2 separate regions of the Sus scrofa genome follow, and region 2 is linked to region 1. A link is a contact called in public HiChIP or PLAC-seq data. All regions are on one chromosome and are shown on one strand. The core of a region is the stretch at or near the end of the contact, and the rest is flanking DNA. Distances in the headings are between cores, read along the strand shown.

What was found. HiChIP or PLAC-seq counts read pairs in DNA pulled down with a chosen protein or histone mark.
Region 2: an H3K27ac HiChIP or PLAC-seq map of skeletal muscle shows a contact between it and region 1. The contact joins two enhancer-like sites. A contact is called at or near these places in 4 of 47 Hi-C or Micro-C datasets (embryonic fibroblasts, epiblast stem cells, fetal skeletal muscle and 1 more) and 1 of 2 datasets of contacts at active chromatin or transcription factors (skeletal muscle).

What each region holds. Positions count from the first base shown.
Region 1 is chr2:130,241,962-130,247,430 of Sscrofa11.1, forward strand. All of the region lies in intron 1 of MEGF10 (multiple epidermal growth factor-like domains protein 10), which reads left to right. Among named protein-coding and RNA genes, the nearest start is that of MEGF10, 18 kb to the left of the region's middle. Within about 2 kb of position 2,485, at least 6 of the 83 cell types and tissues checked have an H3K27ac peak or open chromatin away from gene starts, as enhancers often do. A contact at or near this core is called in fetal skeletal muscle and skeletal muscle, where this site is marked.
Region 2 is chr2:130,355,092-130,360,560 of Sscrofa11.1, forward strand. It overlaps MEGF10 (multiple epidermal growth factor-like domains protein 10), which reads left to right. Exons shown (of 27, transcript XM_021084704.1): 11 at 2,765-2,939; 12 at 4,231-4,351; 13 at 5,368-5,469. Among named protein-coding and RNA genes, the nearest start is that of PRRC1, 86 kb to the right of the region's middle. Within about 2 kb of position 2,355, at least 4 of the 83 cell types and tissues checked have an H3K27ac peak or open chromatin away from gene starts, as enhancers often do. A contact at or near this core is called in fetal skeletal muscle and skeletal muscle, where this site is marked.

The sequences.
Region 1 (5,469 bases), core at 1,235-3,734:
GGTCCCCTATATTTGCTTTTAGAATTTTAAGTGTACGCTTATATGTGGCCCTCTCCTGGAAGGACAAAACGCTGCTCTTTCTGAATGTACAGAGTTCAGCTGCGGCAGACAGAGATGTTAACTCTCTCCATGGATGAAGGATTTCTTATTAGCTTGCTCTAAGGAAACGCTCATCTAGTTGGAGCGTTCAGAAAAGCATCTTTCATTTCTTGGCCGGGTTGTTCCCTTTGTGAAAACGAGGCCATGTCATTAGGGCCCCAGTGGCCTGTGGATTCATTTGCTGGCACAGAAGGGAGACCCGTTTGCATGGTGGCCAGCATGCCCTGTCTGTTTGCTTTGATGGTGAGTGTGTCAGGCTCCACTGCTGAGGAGGATGGCAACCACGGCCCGACAGGCAGGATTTCGGAACAAAGTGTCAGTCAGTAACTACAGGGCTTTGGAAGCCAGGCAAGTTTTGTCACCACGTTCTAAGAACCCAGTTCTTGAAAACAAAAGCAGCTTCCCAGTCTCTGTCTAGGACTTGGATGTATCACAAGTAAGACCCCAGGCAGAGCAAAGCTCTTCAATGTGTACTGGGGACCACAGTGCAGTGTCTTGCCTGGTGTGCTCCCTGAGACGTGAGGAGATGACCTCTGCCTGCCTCTGGCCACTGTGCCCACAAAGAAAAAGCCCTGGGCAGGGACCGTCCCACCCTTTCTTTGTGGCCCAGGGGTTGTTGGCAGCTGAGCAGCGAGGGAAAGTGAAGACGCCTGCAGGCGGTCAGTGTCAGGCCTCGGAATCATTGTTGAAGGCTCAGCAGGGACCCCATGGTTAGAGGAAAGAAGTCCAGATGAAGCAAAATTACTTAAGGAGAGATTAACTTTGGGGGAGTCTCGCTTCATTGGCTTGGCTCAAGTTTTACCTTAGATGTACTTTATGCTGAGTTGTGGGAGGTGGTGAAATCACCCAAGTTTGAAATTCCACCATTTCTCATGAGTGTAGCTGCCCACTTTTAGAATTGTAACACTTCGAAGCGATTTGTGTGTGTGTGTGTGTTTTCTTGTCTTGGTGCCAATGAAAAGCATTAACAGTGATGTCAATCTCTAGGTCATTGTCCCTAAATCTCAAGGTCAGTGGCCTTGTGTGAAACAAATAAATGCTTCTAGAGTGAAGGGGCATAGTGTCCCCCTAGAGCTCGACGAGGAAGTCCAGGCTGATGGGGTGAGCAGTGCATCTGGAGCCAAAAGCTCTCGACTTGAGATCTCAATTTGCCACCGTTTTATTGTAGGTATCATAAATCTCTTCTGTGCCTGATTTCTGATTTGAGATGAAAAGGTCAAAAAGGCTCTTTGTGAAGTTCTTCTTGTGGCTCAGCAGGTTAAGAACCTGACACAGAGTCCATGAGGATTCCGGTTCAAACCCTAGCCTCCCTTGGTGGGTCAAGGATCAAGCGTTACTGCAAGTGGCATAGGTCACAGACACATGGCTGTGGTGTAGGCCTGTGGCTGCAGCTCCGTTTTGACCCCTGGTCTGGAAACTTCTATATGCTATAGGTGAGGCCCTAAAAAGAAAAGAAAAAAAGCTGTTTGCAACCTCTTGAACCTTTGTGTGTGTGTGTGTGTGTGTGTGTGTGTATAACCTTTGTCTTTTTTTTTAATGGCTGCACCCACAGCGTATGGAGTTTCTGGGCCAGGGATTGAATCCAAACGGCAGCTGCAACTACACAGGGCTGTGGCAAATGCTGAATCCTTTAACCCACTGGGTAGGAATGCAGATCAAACTTGCCCATCCACAGGGATAGGAGCCACTGCAGTCGTGTTCTTAACCCACTCTGCCACAGCAGGAACTCCCAACCCCATGAACTTGATAGGGAAGCCTCTGGGGGTGTCTGGAGTGTAGGGTGTGGCTGAGTGGGCAGGTGAGACCAGGAGAGCTGAAGGCTCCTCACTGGCAGCACCCCCAGCGGAACCAGAGCTGCACGGTGGCAACAGATCTCGATACCAAATGGAGGGAGCACAACAGTGTGACTTGAAGAATTGGCTCCTCCTCTGCCTTCTCTGCCCTGGAAAAGCCGAGGCTGAGTTTGGAGACAGCTGCTTTCCTTGGGGCTCTTCCTCTGCGGTGGCTCCTGGTTATGTTGCAGCCTGGCTCCGACACATGGAACTTAAAGCGCAACTGTAGCTCAGTCCCCATTTGGAGCCAACTCCAGACCAAGTCTCAACTCCCTTCTTCCGTTCATGATGGATATGTTTTCTTTCACTTCATTAGGACAGATCTTCAGGAAAAAGGGTGAAAATGAATTGCTCTCTCTCTTTTTAAAAAATTTATACGCAAATTTTAAAAAGAAATTGTTAGCATTTGAAGCCTGATAGCGCCTGCTGTTCCCCCAAGAGACCCTGGAAAGAGTGCCAGGTGATGGCACAAAGCCCCAGTTCGGGAGAGTGGCCTGGAAAGCCCAGTCCTGGCCCTCTGGGTAACAGAGAACCAGGACCCTCTAATCCACGCCACATGCAGTGACCTGAGCAGACCCCACAGGACAACAGAAGGCTCGCTGTCTCCTCGCGGACCAGTTGCTCCAAAGCCCTGGTACAGCTGTGGCCGGCTTTGTAGGGAAGTGCAGCGGGGCTTGATCTTTTAATCTCTTTTCTCCCTTATAGGTATTATAAATAACAACTGGTCTGTAGGAGTACCTGCCAGAAGGGATTGAGCTCTGCATTCTACCCTCAAAAAGGCATTGTTTTGTGTCATCTTACTTCTTAAGTCCTTAGAGGAGAGGGGGGCGGGGAGAACAGAACCCCAAAGCAAAGCTACTTTGTTTTGAGCCAGAAAAATCCAAGTTGAGAAATTTAGAATTGAAATCGAGGTAGGCAAGTTACTCCCAAAGCTCGCATTCCGTAGCACTTCACAGAGCAAAAGCACACACAGGCCCACTTCCCTAAGTCTGTTCATATTCTACGTTAAACCAGCCAATTGGAGTTTTGAATTCGGGTGGACGTGGGGCAGAGCTGGGACTCTGAAAGGCATGGCGGCTTCACCGTGTTGGATGCCCTTTGGTTTCCGGTTGCTTAAAGTCGAGAGAGAGCTAAATGGTCTATTTTGGCTTCGGTTTGTGGGTTCTGGAGGAATTGTGATCTGTTTTAGAGCTCTCTGGGTGGGCACAGAGGTGACATTCTGGTCCCCCTCCGCTCAGATCCTGCAGAAGAGGCTGCAGGGGTACTGGGCTGACACAGAATGCCCTGTTGTTATTGTTTGCTGAAGTTTCTCTCCTTCTACCCTTGAGTTCTAGCAACCAGCTTATGGGTCTCAAGATCCATGGAAGAATGAGTGAATGTGTGTTTTGCTTATGCAGACAGGTGATAAAAAGAAGCAAACAAGGAGTTCCCATCATGGCTCAGTGGTTAACGAATCTGACTAGGAACCATGAGGTTGTGGGTTCGATCCCTGGCCTTGCTCAGTGGGTTAAGGATCTGGTATTGCCGTGAGCTGTGGTGTAGGTTGCAGATGCCGCTTGGATCCAGTGTTGCTGTGGCTGTGGTACAGGCCAGCGGCTACAGCTCCGATTAGACCCCTAGTCTGGGAACCTCCATATGCCCTGGGAACAGCCCTAAAAAAGACAAGGAAAAAAAAAAAAAAAAAAAAAAAAGCAAACAAAAAGTCCCTACCTCTTGGGCAGACATTTGCTACTTACTCCTTAGAACTTAGCTTACTTCTAGATCTCTCGCTCTCTCTTTTTTTTTTTTTTTTTTTTTTTTTGGTTTTTGTTTGTTTTTTTAGGGCCGCACTCGAGGCATATGGAGGTTCCCAGTCTAGGGGTCCAATCAGAGCTGCACCTGCAGGCCTATACCACAGCCACAGTCACGCAGGATCTGAACCACATCTGCGACCTACACCACAGCTCAAGGCCACACCGGATCCTCAGCCCACTGAGGGAGGCCAAGGATTGAATCTGCGTCCTCATGGATACTAGTCGGGTTCATTATTGATGAGCCACAACGAGAACTCCCGTGCAGGGATATCTTATCTCATTGTGGGTTTTGATTTGCTTTTTTGATTAGTGATGTTGAATGTGTTTTCCTGTGCATATTGACCAATAGTATATCTTTAAGTTTTTTGCCCATATTTAACCAGGTTGTTTATTTTATTGTTGCTGAGTTGTAGGATTTTTTGTTTTTTTAATGTTCTGGATATGGGTCCCTTATCAGATATATGATTCACAAATATTTTCTCCCATTGCGTGGGTAGCCTTTTCACTCTGTTGACAGTGACCTTTGATGCATCCAAGTTTTTAATTTTTACGAAGTCTGATGTCTCTGGTTTTTCTTTTGTTGTTTGTGCTTTTGGTATCATCGCCAAAAAATCATTGCCAAATTGCTTTGAGATATTTTAACATATAGCTCCTTTGTCTGTAATACCACAAAACCCATTACTTGTGTAATTTTATCTTTTGAAGGAATTTTGCTTTGAAATAGCTCTTTTTTCTTATTCGGCAATGGACTTTATATAATTTCAGAATTGGTTGATTTCACTCTCGCCGTGCTCTACCATCTCTCTTCTCAAGAGATCACAAAGGCTCATTGTGGAAAAAGAGAAAAGGGAGAGAGAGGGAAAGGCTTAGTTGGAAGAGAGCCTCAATCATTTATATTATAGGGGCTGAGGAGAGAAAGGCTCTATTTCAGAAGTGTGGGGAATAGGAGAGGGCCCTTCAGCAATCATGACTTGTAGGAAGTGTATGACCCCAAACTGGACTGCCATTTGTCCGAGAAGTCTGAGCTCTATTTATTAAAGTCCTTTTCCCCCTCAGGCTGGAAAGATTGTTGAAAATTGGGGACCTTAGGGGCAAACCCCTAGGGAACTGACCCTGAGTCTCCATCCCAAGGACAGAAAGAGTTGTGCCGTATCTGAAACATCTCCAGGTATACAGACAATGACTCTTATAAATGCTCATTCCTTTTTAGAAACCGCCACACATTCCTTTCATTTTTATTAAATGCTGCTGTGATTCTTCCGATGGCTTAGAAAACCCTTTCCCTGCTTGCCAACTCCTCATACTTTACTCTCTCTTATTTCCGGGTTGTAGTCTATGCACCAAGCACCCTTGATAGTAACCACACATCAAAACATCATGGATATTGCTTGGTATAAAGATGCAACTGGAAGGGCATCATAAATTTATACCATCTCATCCTCGAAGAGAAAATTAAACACAGAGAGAGAATGCCTCAAGGACATTTTTCCTTATACTCGATGGTTCCAGAAGAATATTTACGAGGTATATATGTTTTAGCCTTTTTGCATTACCTGTGTTACAAGCACATGTCACAACTTCTGTAACAACTAGGGTTAGGTGAGTTACCTGGCATCAGATGGGAGATTTCCTGCTTGTGCATCTGGTCTGAAGAATGGTTTTCTATGCTAGTAATTGCCCTGCACTGTTGCCTGCACGGTAATTTGATTTAGGGCTACAGAGAGCTGTGGGTATCGGGATTTTTG
Region 2 (5,469 bases), core at 1,105-3,604, 110 kb after region 1:
GGTGAAGGATCTAGTATTGCCATGAGATGCAGCTTGGATCCTGTGTTGCTCTGTCTGTGGCGTAGGCTTGCAGCTATAGCTCCGATTTGACCCCTAGCATGGGAACCTCCATGTGCCACAGGTGTGGCCCTAAAAAGAAAGAAAGAGAAAAAAAAAAAAAACGACGACACTGTTCCAATCCAGTCTCCCCTTCTAGACACGAATGAAGCCCTAAAAAGTGGGGAGGGGTAATAAAGGAGAAAGAATAACTATGAAAGAAAAGGTTTTAAATGATGCAGCCCTGTAGGCTGTACTTAGGGACATCACAGTCACAGGAACTCTTTGGTTTAGGCCATTTTCCTCATGTAATTATTAGTAATTCCCTCTTCACTCTTAAAAACGTCCTGGCTTAGGCAATGAATTGTATTCATTTAAGCTGTATTAAGCAATATAGATTTTATTCCGAATGTAGGCTTCAAAGAGAGCTTTTGAAGAGTATTAAGGAAATGATCTAGCTTTTAGGTGACAAGGCCTGAGTGGAAGGAAAGTTGGAAGGCTTTTCTGGAGTTTCGGAGACAGATGATCTTGCCTTGGCATGGATGGTGACATTGAGATGAAGAGATGTGGATAGACTCGGGGTTAGGTCCTAGTGATAAAGTCACCCTGGGAGATGAGAGAGAAGGAGTTATCATGAACAACTAACTGTGAGGTTTTAGCTGAGTGGCTGGTGGTGCCATTGCTTCCATGGGAAGTAATTGAGAGAAAACACTGAGTGGGGAATGAAGTGGGGAAGAACAGGGGCTCTGGTTTTCTGAAGGATTTTTGGTGGTGGTTCGTTTACAATGTTGTATTAGTTTCAGGTGTACAGCAAAGTGACTCAGTATATATGCATATATATCTATTTTTTTTCAGATTCTTTTCCTATAAAGTTTATTACAAAATATTGAGTATAGTTCCCTGTGCTATACAGTAGGTCCTTGTTGGTTATTTATTTTATGTATAGTTGTGTATATATCTTAATCCCAGCCTTCTAATTTGTCCCTCCTCTCCTCCTTTCTCCTTTGGTAACTTAAGTTTGTTTTCTGTGTCTGTGGGTCTATTTCTGTTTTGTGTATAAGCTCATTTGTATCGTTTTTGTTGGTTTTTTTATATTCCCCACATAAACACTATCATATGATGTTTGTCTTTCTCTGACTTACTTCACTTAGTATAATAATCTCTAGGTCCATCCATGTTGCTGCAAGTGACATTATTTCATTCCATTTTATGGCTGAGTAATATTTATTGTGTATATGTACCACATCTTCTTTATCCATTCTTCTGTCATTGGATATTTAGGTGGCTTCTCTGTCTTGGCTATTGTAAATAATGCCTCAGTGGACATTGGGGTGCATGTATCTTTTCAAATTGTGGTTTTCTTTGGATATATGCCCAGGAATGGGCTTATTGGATGATTTGGTTATTCTGTTTTTAGTTCGTTCAGGAACCCCATACTGTTCTCCACAGTGGTTATACCTAGGCTCCATTTTTGATGTGTTAAGTTTGAGGTGCCATGGAGATGCCAGGTATTTTGCCCAAGGATAAAGAGCAAATAAGTAGATCCAAGTAGATAGAAGAAGATCTGAGAATTCAAACCTTTGTCTTAGGAATCCAAACCTTCTATATGCAAGAAACCATCCTAAATATGTTGTGCTTAGGTATTTCTTCATGCTGTATTTCCTGAGTAATGCTTGTAACAGATGCTCAGGGCTTTGCTTCTGGGCTCTTAGTTACAGCACAGGCCCAAAAGTATATTTAAATAATTTTCTAAAAATGAGTAACCAATGATCCAACCCACAAATGTTTTAAGAAAAAGATAGGTAGGACATGAGATTATGGGGTGTGGCTGTTGTCACTTGATGGATTAGGACGTTAAGCACAGGGAGGTTATGTGCTTTCACTAATGTTAACCAAGTATTGAGAGAACTGGGATTTATGGCCCCAGTCTCCATTCCTTCCACATCACAGCTCTCTGCAGACAATCTACAGATAGTCCTGGTGCGAGGTCACTTAGCAAATGTCTAGATGAGACAGTGGGTTTTGTTGTTGGCCCGAGTTGGGGAGGGTTTTATCTCCATCAGGGGAGGAAGATCATCTTCAGCAGTCTTGCAGTTGTGAGCAGAGCGAGTTTGATTGTTCAGATTTTCCTTTGGCAAGAAGCACATGTGTTTTGAGTGATACAGAGCACTCTGTTGTGTGAGCCACGCAAACACGTGCCTCTTAGCGCAGCTGATGTGTCCATTTGCTATGGAGCGACAGCTGGCTGCCTAGCCCATCAATGTGGCTGCTGTTTCAGGTAGAGACAGCTGTTCCACCACCAGGTATGGGGCACTGAGAGAAGAAACAGGCTGAAAAGGACACTGCTTCTAGAGCCCCTTGGGCGTCATCCTGGTTAAGTGACTCGCTGTTGTTGACTGGATGGCGTTCTTTAGATATTCTCATCGAATTGATCTCTTACCAAATGAATGCTTTCGCTTTACAAAAATTAAAATGAGTCTTGGCCAAAAGGACACAGTTGTGAGAGTCATCCTGTTAGAGCATGATGCTGATTTCATACAACGTATCTATGGTGCCAATCCAGTTTCAGCCAATTAAGTCAATCATACCAAGTCTGGGAATGAAGTTTAAATGATTGTGCATGGAATTACCCACACATTTAGTGATCATGGCTAAAGCACCATTTGCACAGGCCTTGGGTGTCATGTTTACCCGAGAGTGACTTGCGTCTTTCATCCATGTCTCTCAGCTGTCACCCTATGTCTGGAGAGTGTGCCTGCAAGCCAGGCTGGTCGGGCCTCTACTGTAATGAGACATGTTCTCCTGGATTCTACGGGGAAGCCTGCCAACAGATCTGCAGCTGCCAAAATGGGGCTGACTGTGACAGTGTGACAGGAAAGTGCACCTGTGCCCCAGGATTCAAAGTGAGTGACTTGGGCTCTGGAAGGAGAAGATGGAGGTATAACTTGGAGCACATCGATGCCATGGTTTATGTGACCTTTTCTGAAGTACAATGACCGTGCTAAAAGTCAATCACATCACTAAGAGGAAAGAAAATAAAGAGAAAAGTAATGATAAGCGATATAAGTAATTACCTTAGAATGGTGACCAGGCAAGCTGCTGAAACTATAAAGTGGTGTTAATATTTAAAAATCTAATTAATGTAGGTCATGAAGTAGGATGTGTTTTAATTATTCCTGATACAATTATTTTATCCTGTTTTATAGGCAACAAAAAATTACTTTTCCAAGTAGGTTATGGATTATTGTCAACAGTTTCTGTTTTAATTCCATGCAATTTGAAGGCACATGCTATATAAAGTTATCATTTATTATGTATTTACATCCAGTGATTAGTAGTATGTAAATTTTTCAGTCCCTTTGAGAATCTCTACCTTACAAATGTGTCTGTAAGCTGGGAGAGCAGAATTTTTGCCTAGCTCCCCAAATTTTTTAGGTGCAGATTAGGAATTTTTGTTTTAAGGGAAAATGTGTTGTTGTTGATTTATTTTCTCCCATTTTAAAGAGAACATTAAACTGTCAGGAACGTTGATGGTTCTTCCAGAGCACATACTATAGAACAAGTGGGCCATAAAGTCTCAGAGCTGAGATCTTTACAGGGTTTTCTAACCCGTATCACAGGTCTTCAGCTGAGCCCTTGAATTAGCCTTGTCTTAAGAGTCCCTGCTGTTTTTAAAGGAGGTAACCTCCAGTCACCTTTGGTAACCAACTTCTAGGTTTAACGCTCCCTGTCAGATAATAAATCGAATCATGCTGCTGGCTGAGTGTGTTCTGTTCCTTTGCCTCACCCACTAATCATACTGCATATTATACAAAGAAGGCTAGGGTTTAATGTATAGTTCACATTTATGTTTATTTATTTATCGACAGTAACTTTACAGCTATGGTTTATTGTTCAATATCTAGTGGTCTGAGTAAGGACAGAAGGTTTTATGGTTGCCTTGAAGGAAAACTGATGAAGGCAGGCTCTTTGGGATCTCATTCAATACTCTCTCCTAAATATAGGCCTGCTAGACTTGCCCTTGAATCTGTAAAATTAGTATAGTGTTGACATTATAACAGCTCTTGAAAATACAATGTGTTAAAATTAGAGAGGGAGTGTAATTAGCATGGCCAAGATATATTTTTGTTTATTTGTGTTGGCCTGATTTCAAGTGGTAAGCGCGCATGCATTTTCCCATTTGTGCCTGTCTAGGGAATCGACTGCTCTACTCCATGCTCTCTGGGAACCTATGGGGTAAACTGTTCTTCTCTCTGCGGCTGTAAAAATGATGCCATGTGCTCTCCTGTGGATGGGTCTTGTACTTGCAAGGCAGGTGAGTAGGGGAATGAGTCTTTATCTGATCCTGGTCCTGTTCGCTCCCAAAGGCACAGGAGAGAAACCTTGCCTAGGATTCTAGCTCCAGCTGTGCTCAAATATGCTGCCTGAACTCAGAAAGCCCCTTCCCCAAGGGGGGCTCTCCTGCTTTTGTGATTCAAGGGGAGAGGCTTATATGAGATAATCTCTCAAGTCGCTGTGAGTCTCTGTGCTCCGAGGAAGAGTGAGCCAGCAGATCTCCATCCGTGCCCCTCAGTTGATTGGCCTGGAGTCCTGACAAGAAAGGCAGCCAAGCACCAATTGCCTGTGGGACCCAGAGTGTGTTTATCCATAGCTGCTGCAGCAGCCAGGATTCTGGATATTCATTCTTCCAGTTAATAGGGTCCTGCTTTAAAAAGAGGTTTGTACTGGAGTTCCCATCATGGCTCAGTGGTAACGAACCTGACTAGCAACCATGAGGACGCAGGTTTGATCCCTCGCCTTGCTCAGTGGATTAAGGATCCGGTGTTGCTGTGAGCTTGGATCTGGTCTTGCTGTGGCATAGGCCAGCTGCTATGGCTCCGATTCAACCCCTAGCCTGGGAACCTCCATATGCTGTGGTTATGGCCCTAAAAGGACAAAAAAATAAATGAAAGAAAAATAAAGATGTGGTTGTTCTTTCAATCACAAACTTACCTTCCCCTATTCAACTCTTTCCCTTTCCTGACCTGCACGAAGCTCAGCATCCCGCCATGTGCATCATGGCTACAAGTTAGAGGTGCCCCCACTCCCTCTCTCTTCCCCCACAAGCTCAGTAGTGCTTCTCAGTGTTGGCCTCCTTGATGGCCGTGCAGGTGCCTTAGTTCACCTCTGATGGAGGCATTATGTGGCCAGAGCCAGGGCTCCCTGAGCTGGGAGAGGGGCCCAGCCTACACCACCAAGATGTTTCTAAAGGCAAGCATGGCTTGGAAAGACTCAGCTGAATGCCCTGCTGTCTTTGTTTGCTCACATGCCCTGGCGCTCTTGTTGTGGCAGGCTGGCATGGGGTGGACTGCTCCATCAGCTGTCCCAGCGGCACGTGGGGCTTCGGCTGTAACTTAACATGCCAGTGCCTCAACGGCGGAGCCTGCAACACCC